3 separate regions of the Mus musculus genome follow, and all the other regions are linked to region 1. The links are chromatin contacts, called in public HiChIP or PLAC-seq maps. All regions are on one chromosome and are shown on one strand. The core of a region is the stretch at or near the end of the contact, and the rest is flanking DNA. Distances in the headings are between cores, read along the strand shown. Region 1 has its middle 110 kb from the start of Gm33029. Region 2 overlaps Sox1ot (Sox1 overlapping transcript). Region 3 overlaps Sox1ot (Sox1 overlapping transcript).

Region 1 (4,362 bases), core at 345-2,844:
AGCTAGTAAGTGGCAGAGCTGAGGGTTGAACTGATGCTGGCTGGAGCAGAGTCCTGACTGTGGGATCCTCATCTCTGAAGCCAGAGTGGAATTCAAGCTGCTGAACTCCAAGGCCTTTGTACTCAGTTCCAAGTATTCCTTGGGCCCTAAAACATGATGCTTAGGCTGTAAATCTTCAAGTGTCTTCCCTTGTGCCAGACAGTTTAATGTCAACTTGATTCAAGCTGAAGTCATCTCAGAGCAGGGAGCCTCAATTGAGAAAATTCCTCCATAAGAGTGAGCTGTGGGCAATGTCAGCATTTTCTTAATCGATGATTGATATGGGAGGGTTCAGTCTATTGTGGGTGGTGCCATCCCTGGGCTGGTGATCCTGGGCAAAAGCAGTCTAAGCAAGCCATGAGGAGCAAGCCAATAAGCAGCACCCCTCCATGGCTTCTGCATCAGCTCCTGCTTCCAGGTTCCTGCCCTGTTTTAGTTCCTGTCCTGACTTCAATAATCAACAGCAATAAGGAAGTGTAAGCCAAATTAACCCTTTCCTATCCAGCTTGCTTTTTGGCCATGGTGTTTCTTCTCAGCAATAAAAACCCTACCTAAGATAGTTCTCATTTGCTGAAGATGGATATCCATCCTTCCATAGGCACTGTGGAGTCTCCTAGCAGAAGAAACAAGACACAGCAGCTGGCTTAGAACATGGCACTGCTGGGCTATGGCAAGTCCCCTAAGAGAGTGAGTTGCCTACCCAGACAGCCTTGTTTAGCCTCTAGTATCTCTTACATTACCACTGGGAAGTGGAGGAAGATGAAGCCACAGTGTGTGTCATGTTCTGATACTCAGCACAGTAGAGGACAATGAGAATCCCAAGCCATAGGGTGAACATGAGTCCAAAATACCCCAGCTGTAATTGAGAGAGCCACTAAGATAAAAAGTCTGTCTGTCTGTCTGCCTGTCTGTTTGTCTGTCTCCTGGCTGCCTCTCCCTTTCTCTCTCTCCCTTGCTGCCCCTCCCTGTTTTTTTTCTCCTCTTACACACTCAGAACAAAAGATCACCCATGGGTCTTTGCAAAGTTCTCAGTATTCGGTGGCAAAAGCTTTGCACATTCAAACGTTTTGAGCCTTTGTTTCCTTGTGGACATTGGTGTCCATGGGGCTGGTGGAAGGTCTGGAGCAAAGTGACTCTGGTGCCCAGGGCTCTGAGGGGGTATCTCGGTTGCTTATGAGTAAAACACTTTATATAAATTTTGAGGAAAATATTTAGGCTCTATTTTTCTTCCACGGGATGTAGAAATTTCTTTTAGCTTGCCTGAACTCTCCCTGCTAGATTTAATGGGAGAAAATGACTTCTAGATTCAAAGATAGACAGATCCTCACTCTGCACTTCCTGAGACGGCCATGCCAACCAGCCCGCTCTCTAAGGATGCATCCCTCCCACAGTTCTGAGAGAGACTTCCGTTGCTCCCTTTCTTTCTCTGCGCTGCTGTGAGGGCTAGGGCAGATTTTGGTTCACATGAAAGTGCACAGTGTTAACTAGGTGACATATGGGTGGGGGGACACTCCTGCTTGTCCACTGCAGTCAGGGGGGCCGTTTCCATAGAGATAAGAAGCAGAAGTGCTCATGCAGCCTAATTGGTATGCATCCCAGGTTTGGGTTCATTGTGCCTGTGCTAATGACAGGGTTGTCTCAATAATAAGGATGGTGCACACTGGAAAAATTCGCTGCCTTCGTATATTTTTCCCTGGCAGAGAACTACTTAGAGACCGTAGTCAGAAAGAAGAGTGACTGGCAGGCTTAAGGGGCTGCTTAGCAGCATATGGGGAAGGCTGGTGCTCCGTGCCACGTGCATATGCTGCCATTAAACTCCAGCTTGGCGCTTTGTGTGCTCCTGGTCGCATGCCAGGAAGCCCACCTGCTGCAAGAATACTTATAAAGCCCAACTCAAAAGTGATTGAAAAGCTCCTAGAATAAACTGTAATAACACAGTAACACAGTGCCTCACAGATGGGGCATAATTGCGAGCTAAAGTGTACAGCCTCTGTGGTAATGAAAACACGAGCCATTAAATTAAAATCACAAGGGAAAAAACGATAAAAGTCTGTTGATTTTTTTTTTTTTAGTTTTATTGCAAAAACTTCAATTTTCCTGCCCTCATTAATCAAATACCATAAAACTATAGTGTCATTTTGTTCTGGGGGGAGATGCAGGCAATTAAAATGATGAGTGTTGATTAAAATGATGTAACTTTGGTTGTTTGCTTGCACGGATAAGTTAGACACTCTGTAACTGGAGCCTGGGGCTTCTGACACACATCCGTCCGCTGGCAGACACAAGCGCCTCTGGAATCTTCCAGAGACAGGGGCCATGCCAGAGGAAGAGCTTGGCTCTATTTTCAATATCAATACATTTAAGAAGTAAATTCTTTCTTCCTCATCGGCACACTCTTTTTCTGAAACATTAGTGATTCTCCTTTTTCTTTTTTTTTTTATAACTGAGAGACTTGCTAAGCTACGTAAGTAAACACAGGAACTCCCAAAGCCTCATCAATGCCATTGTAATTAGCCGTGGGCCAGGCTTGGAGCTGCAGGCTGGCACCCGGGCAGGCTGAATGGGCTCGGCAGGGCTCCGAGACGTCGCCCCTCAGCCGCCAGCAGCTCCTGAGCATCATTGTTCTCTTGCTGTCTGTGGGTGGGCCCTGGAGGAGAAAGAAACATTTGTCAATGCTGCACCCAAGTAAACAGCCTTGAAAAGACTTTCTTCCTTTCTGATTGTGTGTTTCTTCTGTGCTCTTCAGGGCAAAGTGGGGAGATTCCCACCCATTTAAAGACGGAAAGAGCCTGGGGCAGAGTGCCTGACCTAAGGGTACAGATAGAGACAGGTGTCAGCTTCTTGTCCCCCAGGACAGAATCTGACAGCTGCTGCACCATTCCCATACCTTCACCTTCTAGGCAAAGGACACCTGGGCTGTTTCTCTGAGCACATCTCTTGCTATGAGGAGGGTCTTGGCAGTCGCTAGAGGTGCTAAGGAAACATTTACCACAGTGCCTGCCCCTCCTCAGGCTGCTTGGCTGCCGGGTCCCCAACAGAGCCACATCCTGCAGCTGTGGGGATACTGTGGACAACAGTGTGGGGGAGTGGGTTGAAAAATCATAACCAGAAACACTACTGACATTGTCAGAGCAGACCTGAGGCAGGCTGACAATGCCCGGGCTTCAGATGACAGACAGATGAAAGAGGGCAGGAAGAATCCAGGCAGCACTGACTCAAGCCTTTCTCAGGGACAGGGATAGGCTGTGGCACCATTTTTTTTTTTTTTTTAAGAATGAGTCATTCTGAGTGGGCAGATGGGCCTATACTAGGTCGTGCAGCTATGGTGGCCCAGAGGCAAGGGAGTAGCTAGGCTCAGGTACTGACTGATCTATAGGAGGCTGTCTGCTTGCAGGTCCCAAGTCAATCAGTTTGAATCAGCTCAGTTTACCACATTATAAGCTGCCCTTCCTGTGAAGGACCATGTAGGGCCTTCTGTCTTGTGACCACCTCAGCACTAATACTGTATCCTCTTTCACCAGTGATGGTTGTGTGGCTGATCTGGAGAGACCTCCATTGTTTACCTGGCCTGGGGCAGTGGTACCAGGAATGCATAGTAACACTTCCTATAGGCCAATGGCACCAGGGACACATAGTAACACTTCTCACAGACTAATGGCACTAGGGACACATAGTAACACTTCCTATAGGCCAATGGCACCAGGGACACATAGTAACACTTCTCACAGACTAATGGCACCAGGGACACATAGTAACACTTCCTATAGGCCAATGGCACTAGGGACACATAGTAACACTTCCTATAGGCCAATGGCACCAGGGACACATAGTAACACTTCTCACAGACTAATGGCACCAGGGACACATAGTAACACTTCCTATAGGCCAATGGCACTAGGGACACATAGTAACACTTCCTATAGGCCAATGGCACCAGGGACACATAGTAACACTTCTCACAGGCCAGTGGCACCAGGGACACATAGTAACACTTCTCACAGGCCAGTGGCACCAGGGACACATAGTAACACTTCTTACAGGCCAATGGCATCAGGGACACATAGTAACACTTCCCTGACTTTGAGTGTTCTAACTTTTTTCCCAGGCAATCAGCATCCTGTGGTTGTCTACTCCATGGGGAAGGCGGCTAGGACCAAATGTCCTTAGTGTGGCCAAGCAGCTCACCAGCTCCTGCTGAGAGGTCAGCTGAGTGATCACAGACAACAGTAGAAATGCAGTGGGCCCTAGTGGGTCAAGCCAGGTTGGATGTGAGAAAAGACCTGGATCTGATGTGCTCATGAATAGATGATGCCTTGTACCTGT
Region 2 (4,695 bases), core at 924-3,423, 270 kb after region 1:
ATTAAATATTGCATTTAAAAGTTATACTGTAGCAAATATGTTTTAAAATTAATCATGACATTAGAATGAAATTCTATTTTTGAAGGAAATTTTCTTTAAGTCCAGATGGGGAATGATACTATTTTCAGCATCCTTTCCCCTGATTTTTTCCCAATTTCTTTTCTTGGAATGAATATGGACTAGCCATTCAAAAGTGGACTTAATCTAGCAATTCAGTAAGACCAGAGCTCAACCTACATTGGAGAATATCTTTCAGTATAAATGCTAATATTACAAGTGACACGTGTGATTTTTTTTAAAGTCATTTAATGATTTTGCTTAAACCCCTCATTCCTTAAAGTGATTGCAAGAGATTCAAGAATGACGCCCACTGCTTTCTGATGAGGTAATAAAAGAACACCCCTCCCTTTTTCCTTTCTTTGTTTTTCTTTTAGGGTTTTGCTTTGTTGTTTCTAGAGCTGCTTAGCCTACCGCTTAGGAGTCCAGGAGGGAGGCCACACTCTGTGGCAGTCTAGGAAGAAATGCCCCAATAGCCTCAGGGAAATTCTAGAGAGTGTTTAGAGTCCAACCCACTTCCCCCTTAAAACGCCAAGACCTTTGCAGACTGGCCCCCAACACCACCCTGCTCTTTATTTAGGGAGAATCAAAGGTGGCCACACTCACCTCTGTTTTGCCTGGGCTTCTGGAGTTCCTGGTGTGCCTTGGCTGGGGGCAACTAAACCAGGGCTCAGTGCATAGGAGTTATGGCCACTTTAAGTGAAGCACCCCACATAAAGTTAGTCATCTTGTTAGTATCAGACAGCTCAGCCCCCACCCCCACCCCAAGACTTTCAGAGGTTTGTGCTCCCTACTTGAGCTCTACCCAGTGAACAAGAACTCTTTGTGCCAGGCTTTCAAGCCACCTTCCTTTGGGTTCTACTGATGTGAAAGACAAGGAGAAATTCTCTAATGACTTAATTTGAAAACAATACAGAGGGGGGGGGGCTTCTCTCAAGATCGAGGCCAGATCCAGACAGACAAACTTTCTCCATTTTAAATAAATGGAGAGAATTTTCTCCTAGGTCTTACTTAGAGCCCAACTCAAGGGTAGTTTCAGTACCTTACCGAGCCATGCACATTTTTATTCAAGTGAGGGTTTTTTGTTGTTGTTGTTTTTGTTTTTTTTTTTTATGGCTATGATTACCAGATAACTCACTTCCAAAGTTCGGGCGGTGTTTCCTTCTATTAGTGCGATCTTGTTTAAAACTCTGTGTGGAGAATGGGGCAGGATCTTTGCGAAGCGTGGATAAAGTTTGCATAACTTCGTGTAGGGCGCCTGGGTGGCTTCTAACCCACGGGTAAACTGAGCGGGATGGTTTGCCTGGTGGTCGCCCCCCCTCCGCCCCCTTGCCCCTCTCCCTCCCTCTCTCCTATTCCCCTTTCTTTGCTCACTTAAAAAAAAAAAACTCACTGGCCCCTTTTTATTGTTGCCACTGAGACTTTGACACCCTCCCTCAAACGCACTAGTAGGCAGATGAAACGAATTAATTTTTTTAAAGGAGTTGCGGGCGCAGCGCGCCTGATCTGCAGATGTGTCGGGATGTGACTGATAGGTCTATTAAAATCATGCGTGTGGGAGAAGAATAACACTCATATTCACGCATTTCATTTTCCCCGACAAAGACTGGGCACTGCCGAGCTCTGTCTCCGGAAAATTCCAGTTTATTCCAGAAGCCCTCCCCAGCACTCATGTTCTGGGGACGCAGGAAAGCAAGCTCTGTCCAGCCCGGGTTCAGCACTGCTGGCTCGGGGCCCCTGAGCTCTTGTGGTCACGCCCTCTCCCCAACCCAGCTTCCGCAGCGGGTGTCCGGGAGCCCCGCGGTGGAATCTAACCGTAGGTTAGAGTCCTGGGAAAGTTCAGGAGGAGAGCAGACTTGGCCTTGGCGCAGCACTTGGCGGGATTGAGAGGGCGGACGGATAAGGAAGAGAGAGGCGCAGCGCGGGCCCCCGGGGCGAGAATGCCAGAGTCCCTCTGTGCGGGGTGGCGGGTGGCGGGTGGACTGGTCCAGGCTCCTGCAGCGCAGCTCAAGCCTGCCTCCCCAGCTCGAAGCTGGGAAGCCTCACCACCCCTCCTTCTCTTCTCAGCCCTCCTCTTCCCCCCTCCCGCCCGGCCCTTCCTCTCCAGCTGTGCCTGGCAGGACCCAGCTTCACCCGCCCCCAGAACCAGCGGGGCAGTGCGGCGGCGGACAGCATCCTCCGTCCCAGGCATTGAGGCCAGGACCTCTGGGGGAGCGGGCCGGCCTCCAGTGGATCTTCCACGCTGCCTCCTGAGTTCCAAGTCACCCGTGCTTCTGTGGTTCTGCTGTCCGCTGAGACCCGCACCTTGCTCTGCTCTCATGTCCCTCTCACCACTTTCCTGTCCACCAAGTCTTCTCATCCCTGCCCTTCCCCTAGCCTCCGGTCTGCAGCCTCTGCTCTTGCTTGGCTTTTCCACCACGCGCTGCCAAGCCCTCCCTTTGTCTTGGTATTCGGTCCGCTTCCCGCCTCCTCAGCCCCTCTCTTCCCCAGCCGCCCCATCGTAGGCACAGGTTCAGGGCGATCGGTGCTTTCTTCCAGCTTGTCTGTCCTTGCGGGGGTGGCAAGTAAGGGCTTGGCGTCCACCGTACTCATGCCCACGCTTGCCCGAAGGCCGTTGGGGAATTAAGAAAAGAGCGGTGTGTGTTAAAGACTGCAGGGTTATGGCGGAGAAAGTCCTGACCTGGGGTCAGCCTCAAGCCAAACCCTTTTACAATCAGTCGGGAAACCAAGCAGGTCCCAGGCGGGACCGCAACAAGTGGGCGCAGAGAGGGGGAGGGGAAGCAGGGTTTCCAGGCAAGCAAAGACAAGGAAAAGACAGAGTGGCAAGCAGCTCCAGGCAGAACTGGGTTCTGGGCAACAGCGGACACAGGCTGCGTCTAGGCCTGGACAGTGACTAGCTACCTTCAAAGGTTTCGTTCTCAGGGAACCGTCTGCACTGGCTAAGTCTAGGGTGCCTCCTGGGTACTATTCCTTGGGATTCGAGTCTAAAGAGAAAGCTGCACGGGCCTCTACCCAAGAGGTCCCGTTTATTTGAGTAGCAATACATAAATAAATAAAAATAAGGGCAAGTTCTTGGAAGCTGGACTCAGTGGTCCTCTCGTAACCCCTGCATTATTTTAGACTCAGTACAGCCATCCGTGTCTTTGCAAGCTGTAGATGAGATGGTATTGAAAGGACAGTGTCTTTGCAAGCTATAGATGAGATGGTATTGAACGGAAGGCATTACTAAGACAGTTTAGTCGCCAGACTTGGTTGAGTGAAATACTAAAGGGCAAAATTTACTATTTATTCACGTTGATGGAGACCAGGAACGTGGAGGGAGGCCTGAGGACAGGGAAATAGGTTTGTCCTCCTTAGCGCCCCATTGGGAATTCCTACTGAGATGATATCGGTTAACTGATAATGTTTGACAAATGTGGAAAATATAAAAGCCCAAGGAAGTAATATACACGCACAGACAAAGAGCCTATGTTTGGGTAGGACAAATAAAAAACACAAAATTGCCAAATCTTCTAAATTCTCACCTGCACATGAACAGACTCCACCAGCAGGGACAGGACAGAGCCAGTTTTCAGCGTTTCTTTGTTTTTGTTTTAAATAACAAACTCGCACATCCCTGCACAGTGGGCGCACCCTGTGGACTCACACACTTAGGTAGAAAGTAGGCTGTGAGTTCGAAGTTCAAAGTGGAAGAGCAGAATGCTGCAGAAGCAAATGCTAAGTGACCTTCTGGGGAAATTTGCCTGTGTCAGAGACGGTGGCCTTAGAGTCTTCCTGAATGCCCTGCGGATTTCTCGTGAGGATTTAATTGCCCTCGGCCACTTCAGAACAGCCTTGTGGGTACATTAAAGACTCTGTTTGTGGAGAACAGCAGGTCACCACACGCAAAGCCTTGGAATAGTCAGCCAGTCAAATCAGTGGAAAAAATCAGCTTTTGTTAGATTTTGCAGTTTCGGGAATTAGGCATTCACTGCAGAGCTGCAGTTGTGAGAAATTGCAATGTCAGGCGCGTTCCCAGTGGGGAAATATTGTGAGTGTGGAGGAACGTAAGATTGGGCCTGACAATGGGGAAACTGACAAGAGCCATCACCCAGACAGTGTTTTCTCTCCCAGCACCCCGGAAATGCTAAGAAGGGATGCTACTTGGCAGAGGTGGTACTCCAGTCAGGTCTGCAAGCTGAGTGAAAAGAGGCACACACAGTGCAAGACCTGACCCCAGTTTCACACAGGCAAAAATTCCCTGTAGATTTAAAAAAAAAAAAAGCCACCTAAGTGTCAGCATCTGGATCGTCTAAGAAAGAAAAAAGAAATTAAAGAGACCAGTGTCTTGCTTCTAAGTGGCAGAAGTGGGGACATCCAGGTGAGCTGAGCATATTTAACCAATGAGCAAACTGAGCAGATTCAGGCTTTAATAAGCTAAACCTCTCAGTCACTAAGTGGAGGGCTCGTGCCTCTCTGTTGGGTGAAGGAGCTGGACCCCAGGCCTTTGTTTCCACACAGAACTGAAGGGAGAAGATGACTAAGACATCTGCTTTCCGGACTTGACAAAATAGAGCTTTCTCAATTTAGGATCTGTCGTTCAGAAGTGAGGCCAAAACCACCAAACATGGGGTTCCTTGGGACACGCCCTGCAGAGCC
Region 3 (4,375 bases), core at 1,177-3,676, 300 kb after region 1:
TCGCCAAATGAAAGAGTGATGTTCTGGTGAATTTAGCCGAAATAATTTACTGCTATAAAAGTGGGGAAGTGGAAGGTACAGCCTTTGACCAATAAATCCCTGCTGCCCGTGAAACCCTTATCTGGTCCCCTCCGATACATTCCACACAAGGAAGCCATCATCATCGGCTCTGGCTTGTTATTTGTAAACCTTGATCTTCTGCACTTGCTGCCCTAAATATGGGTAATTAGCATCAGTTTATCGCGCTTCTGCATATTTCCTGCACTCTCCAAACACGCGAGCTTCCATTGGCTGCCGTTCTGCTACAGGAGATTATGAAGACAGATTGCACAGAACGAATGTGCTAAACCAGATTAGGAAGGAATAGAAATAGCAACTTGGCCAATAAATTCCTCGTGAGAGCCTTATCACGCAATTACACGTTGACTAGCTTCACACTCTCCCAGCCTCTTAATCCAGTGCCCCCACCAGGAATAAAATTTCACTCATTTCTGAATTGCCGCAGATCCTCCTGACTTGTCGCTGAGAGTGGCTGGAATGAGTGGGGTTGCAGGAGACATGGAGCCGAACTTTACAATGAAAAAAAAAAAAAAGTAAACTTTGATTGTCAGCGTGGGTGGCTTGCGCGAGTTGGGATGTTCAAAGTGGCTCAGAGCCTCTGAGTGAGCATGTACAGTCTGGGTTCCCAGTCAGGTAACTTTGCTCTGAGTCCCACATTTCCTCCTGGTCTGTCTGAAAGGGAGGGCTTCCTCACTAGTCCGCCGGCCGCTGCGAAGCATGGTTGACTGCAGAACGGTGCGCCAGCTGCAGCTCCTTCCGGTGGACCTGAAAGTAGCCAGAATCCTCCTGATTAGCAATTCTGGGACACTCCCTCCACCTCTGTAAGTTCAGTTCCCTCCTTGCTCAGACAGGCTGTCTCTCACACCCTCTCAAGTGCTCTAGCCCCCTCTGCACATTAAGGTGTATAAATAGGAAAATTCCTGCCCACTCTGCACCGTAAGGATTGCAACCAAGAGCACTGTAATAGGGCTGCTACAGGAGGAGCTTGATTCTTGTTCCTCCCTGCCTGTTAATGTTATTCTCCCCAGGGCTTTATAATAAGTTAGGTATTTAAAGAGGCCCATTAAGCCTTTCGATCTACCAGGGGACTATTTATAGCACAGAGCCACAGTCAGACATCATGAGTACCCCCCACGGAAGCAAGGTACGGCAGCAAGAACCCCACAGGACTGAGCTTCTCTTGGCTAGAGGGCATACATGGACATCTGGATCAAACAAGAGCCGAGTAGCTGTGCTCCCAGAAAAGACTTCCTGTTCAGGGTGGAAGGAATTCATTAGCTATGAAAATCCAGAGCCATTGTGAGGCAAGTTTTTAATGTGTCCATCACAATATGGCCTCTGCTTTCTATTCTCTGGGAGGTTCTTACGGGGCTTTGCTAAGTTAAGGGTCTCCTGAGTGATACAGAGAAAGGGTTCTAGTTTTCCTTTCTGAAACTTGAGTTCAGATCAGCATCCACAAAGTAGACACTGGCGGTGCCTCTGTCTACAGGGACACTGCACGCACTGTTTCTAGAACCTACTGTGGCTTCCCAAGGAGGAGCCCTCCCTTGACGAGCAGCCATCCAGAATCCAGGTATACCTGGACCTTGAAAAGGATGGTTTTGCCTTTTGCAGGCTGTCTGGTCTTTTGTTGACTGGTAAGGATTTTGTTTTGCAGAGAGGAGCCTTCACTAACCTTGAGTGGGAGAGAATCAGCCAGGGCCTCTGCGGCACATGGAAATACTTGTCTTAAGTAGTTGGCTCTTAGAAATCACAGCCCAGATGCCTGAAGCAGAAGGAGAAGCACCTGTAGTGGCTGTCACCCTGCAGGCACCTCTGTTACTGGAGTCACCAAGAAACGGTATTACGGGAGTCTTGGAAGTGAGAGTGCTCCTCTAAGGAGAGACCCAGGAACCTGTTGCTAAGGGGCCAGCATGCAGGGTCCCTGCTGGGCCTGCATAGAAGGAGCCCGGTGCTTAGTGGTTCCTTCCTGAAGCCTAGGCTAAGGATTCTATATGGCTTCATCCTCCGCTCTACTCAAGCAAAGACAAGCTTCAACTGCTGGGCCTAAGGCACATGGAGCTCAACTCAACAACTGGGAATGGAGGACCCCTCCAGAGACCCAGAAGACCCCCGCCCGGGGGGGGGGTGACATCAGTTGGGGAGCTATTAATAACTGCCCTCCCCTCCCTGTCATATTTCCTGAACTGGTGAGCTTTGTGGAGGGGTGGAGTAGGAGGGAGCCGCTTGCCATTAATCTGGGAACAAACAGCTAACCCCGGTGACTGGTATTTTTCCTTTTCTTTTCTCACTTTTCTCAGTGTGGGGAAGGCGATTGTGAGGCGCTCTGCTGGAATTTGGCAGCGCGGAGGCTTGGAGAGCAGCCCCATGCTGGCTCCTATTCAGCCGGCCAGTTTTCCTCGAGCTTTGGAAGTTTCACTCAGCCGTGCACTCAATGGCTTCACAAAGCTGATTACAAGCTTCAGCGCATTCCTGAAGGAGCCAAAAGCGACGCAGGTGCAAACGAGCCGAGGGAGCCCCTTATCCCGGTGACAGAATGGGACAAGCTGGGAAAGGCTTGGACCACACAAATCCAAGGCTCACCAGGCAGCAGAGAGCCTGCCTTGGGAACCGGGGGTCATTATCCGCCCTATTCAGCGGGACCGGGGACCCTGGGGCCAAGGAGGCCGGCCGGGCGCAAGCGCCACCGCCAGTACGCGCCTGCAGCAGTGGGGACCCCGCTGGGCGTTGCAACCCGTCGGGATGTTGGGCGCTGCGTTTGTTCCCACCGACAGCGGTCAGCGAAATCCATCCTGCGGGTGAAAGCCGGTGTCCAGGCTAACCGGGATACAGGAGAAGGAGGGTAGCGAAGATGCTCAGTGCGTGGACAGTGCGTAACTTTGGTAATCGAGGCCGCACTGACGTGGTCCTGCCTCAGGCCACTCTCAGCCCCATCCTATCCCTGCTCGGGCCCGGTCCCCCTCAGCTTGTCTTCATTTTTCGTCTCTATGAGTCATACTGAGAGCGACCTTCAGAAAGTGCGGTGGGTGGCGGTGGGTGGGTGGGTGGGGGGTTCAGGGGCGGGGAATACTGGCTGGTAGCCCCGCAGGATCAGATCACCAGGTTGTCCAGTGCACCCTGCGGGGCAGTGGCGAGCCTGGAGAGCCGCCTCTGCCTGGGAGAATTAACGACGTCACAGCCAGAGACGAAAGAACTACAGGTCGCGGGGACAGGCTGGCTCCCAGGGTAGAGCTTGCAAAAGGGACGAGCGTGGGACAGACTGAGGTGGGACTGTTGTAGTTCAGGGGCCGGCCGATCCGGCTCCGTAGGCTGCCCCTATGTCCCTCCCTCGCCCCATCCAGGCCAGCACAGCACGAGTAACGCCAGCCTAGAGCCCTCCCGCCGCGTCCTCCCACTCCCGGCCCCACGTCTCGAAGCCACAGCCCAGCCCCACGCTTTGCCCGGCTGCACCCCGAGGTGCCCGCGTGCAGGGCGCGGGCCGGCAGGGCGCGCTTGCCGACGCTCTTTTGTCTGATAACTAATTTGAGTTAATGCGATCTTTATGTAAAGCTAACAGCGGATAATTGTCTATTTTCTCGCCAACAGTCTCCATCACAGTCACTTATCTGGAAACCTGCGGCTGGATTAATCGCTATATTCCCAAGATGAGCGGTGCTGCAATCCGCAGTGAACACGGGTGGGAACACGGAAGCTTCCCCTAGGTTCTTGCGGGGGCCAGCAGCTGGCCAGCTCCCTGCAGTGGATGCTGCACAGTAGCTAGCACCTGTTTGGGCTCGGGTTGGGGGTCTACGAGCACTTAGGCGCACAGAAGATGTGGAAGAGAGGAAGGAAACAGGCCTGTGGGGACTCCGGCCTGAGAGAGGTTGATTAGCTCCCAGTAAAGGCACAGAACTGCCTATATAAAGAGCTTTTTAACCTGAAAATGATGCTGCTGAGTCTTCAGACCGTGGTCTATTCAGATGCAGAAAAATGTTCCCTCCCATCTTGATCTCCCAGCCTCACCCCTACCACACCCACAGCTACTCCTTAGGCCCCTCCCCTGGAATTTTCTCCTTCGGGATCCTGGTCCTACAAGGGTTAGTAATATTTACTTAGGAACTGTGGGCGTGGAAATAAATCCTAGTTGTTCAGCCCCTTGCCCTACCTGTTCCAGTTAAAGACGGTGGGTTGTACCCAGGCAGTGGTGGCGCACGCCTTTAGTCCCAGCACTTGGGAGGCAGAGGCAGGCGGATTTCTGAGTTTGAGGCCAGCCTGGTCTACAGAGTGAGTTCCAGGACAGCCAGGGCTGTACAGAGAAACCCTGTCTCAAAAAACC

What was found. HiChIP or PLAC-seq counts read pairs in DNA pulled down with a chosen protein or histone mark.
Region 2: a contact with region 1 is called in an H3K4me3 HiChIP or PLAC-seq map of embryonic forebrain, with 6 times the contacts expected there. The contact joins two enhancer-like sites. A contact is called at or near these places in 2 of 484 Hi-C or Micro-C datasets (ganglionic eminence and stem cell-derived neural progenitor cells) and 11 of 115 datasets of contacts at active chromatin or transcription factors (craniofacial prominence, embryonic basal ganglia, embryonic forebrain and 7 more).
Region 3: a contact with region 1 is called in an H3K4me3 HiChIP or PLAC-seq map of embryonic basal ganglia, with 3 times the contacts expected there. The contact joins two enhancer-like sites. A contact is called at or near these places in 2 of 115 datasets of contacts at active chromatin or transcription factors (embryonic basal ganglia and embryonic forebrain).

What each region holds. Positions count from the first base shown.
Region 1 is chr8:12,124,972-12,129,333 of GRCm38.p6, forward strand. No RefSeq gene overlaps it. Among named protein-coding and RNA genes, the nearest start is that of Gm33029, 110 kb to the right of the region's middle. Within about 2 kb of position 1,595, at least 52 of the 459 cell types and tissues checked have an H3K27ac peak or open chromatin away from gene starts, as enhancers often do. A contact at or near this core is called in embryonic basal ganglia, embryonic forebrain, forebrain and 2 more, where this site is marked.
Region 2 is chr8:12,399,143-12,403,837 of GRCm38.p6, forward strand. The region is part of intron 1 of Sox1ot (Sox1 overlapping transcript); the gene reads left to right. Sox1 (SRY (sex determining region Y)-box 1) reads left to right here. Exons shown (of 1, transcript NM_009233.3): 1 at 1-413. Among named protein-coding and RNA genes, the nearest start is that of Sox1, 6.0 kb to the left of the region's middle. Within about 2 kb of position 2,174, at least 67 of the 459 cell types and tissues checked have an H3K27ac peak or open chromatin away from gene starts, as enhancers often do. A contact at or near this core is called in embryonic basal ganglia, embryonic forebrain, forebrain and 2 more, where this site is marked.
Region 3 is chr8:12,427,790-12,432,164 of GRCm38.p6, forward strand. Sox1ot (Sox1 overlapping transcript) reads left to right here. Exons shown (of 8, transcript NR_027975.2): 5 at 1,718-2,249; 6 at 2,361-2,942; 7 at 3,646-4,375. Among named protein-coding and RNA genes, the nearest start is that of Sox1, 34 kb to the left of the region's middle. Within about 2 kb of position 2,427, at least 69 of the 459 cell types and tissues checked have an H3K27ac peak or open chromatin away from gene starts, as enhancers often do. A contact at or near this core is called in embryonic basal ganglia and embryonic forebrain, where this site is marked.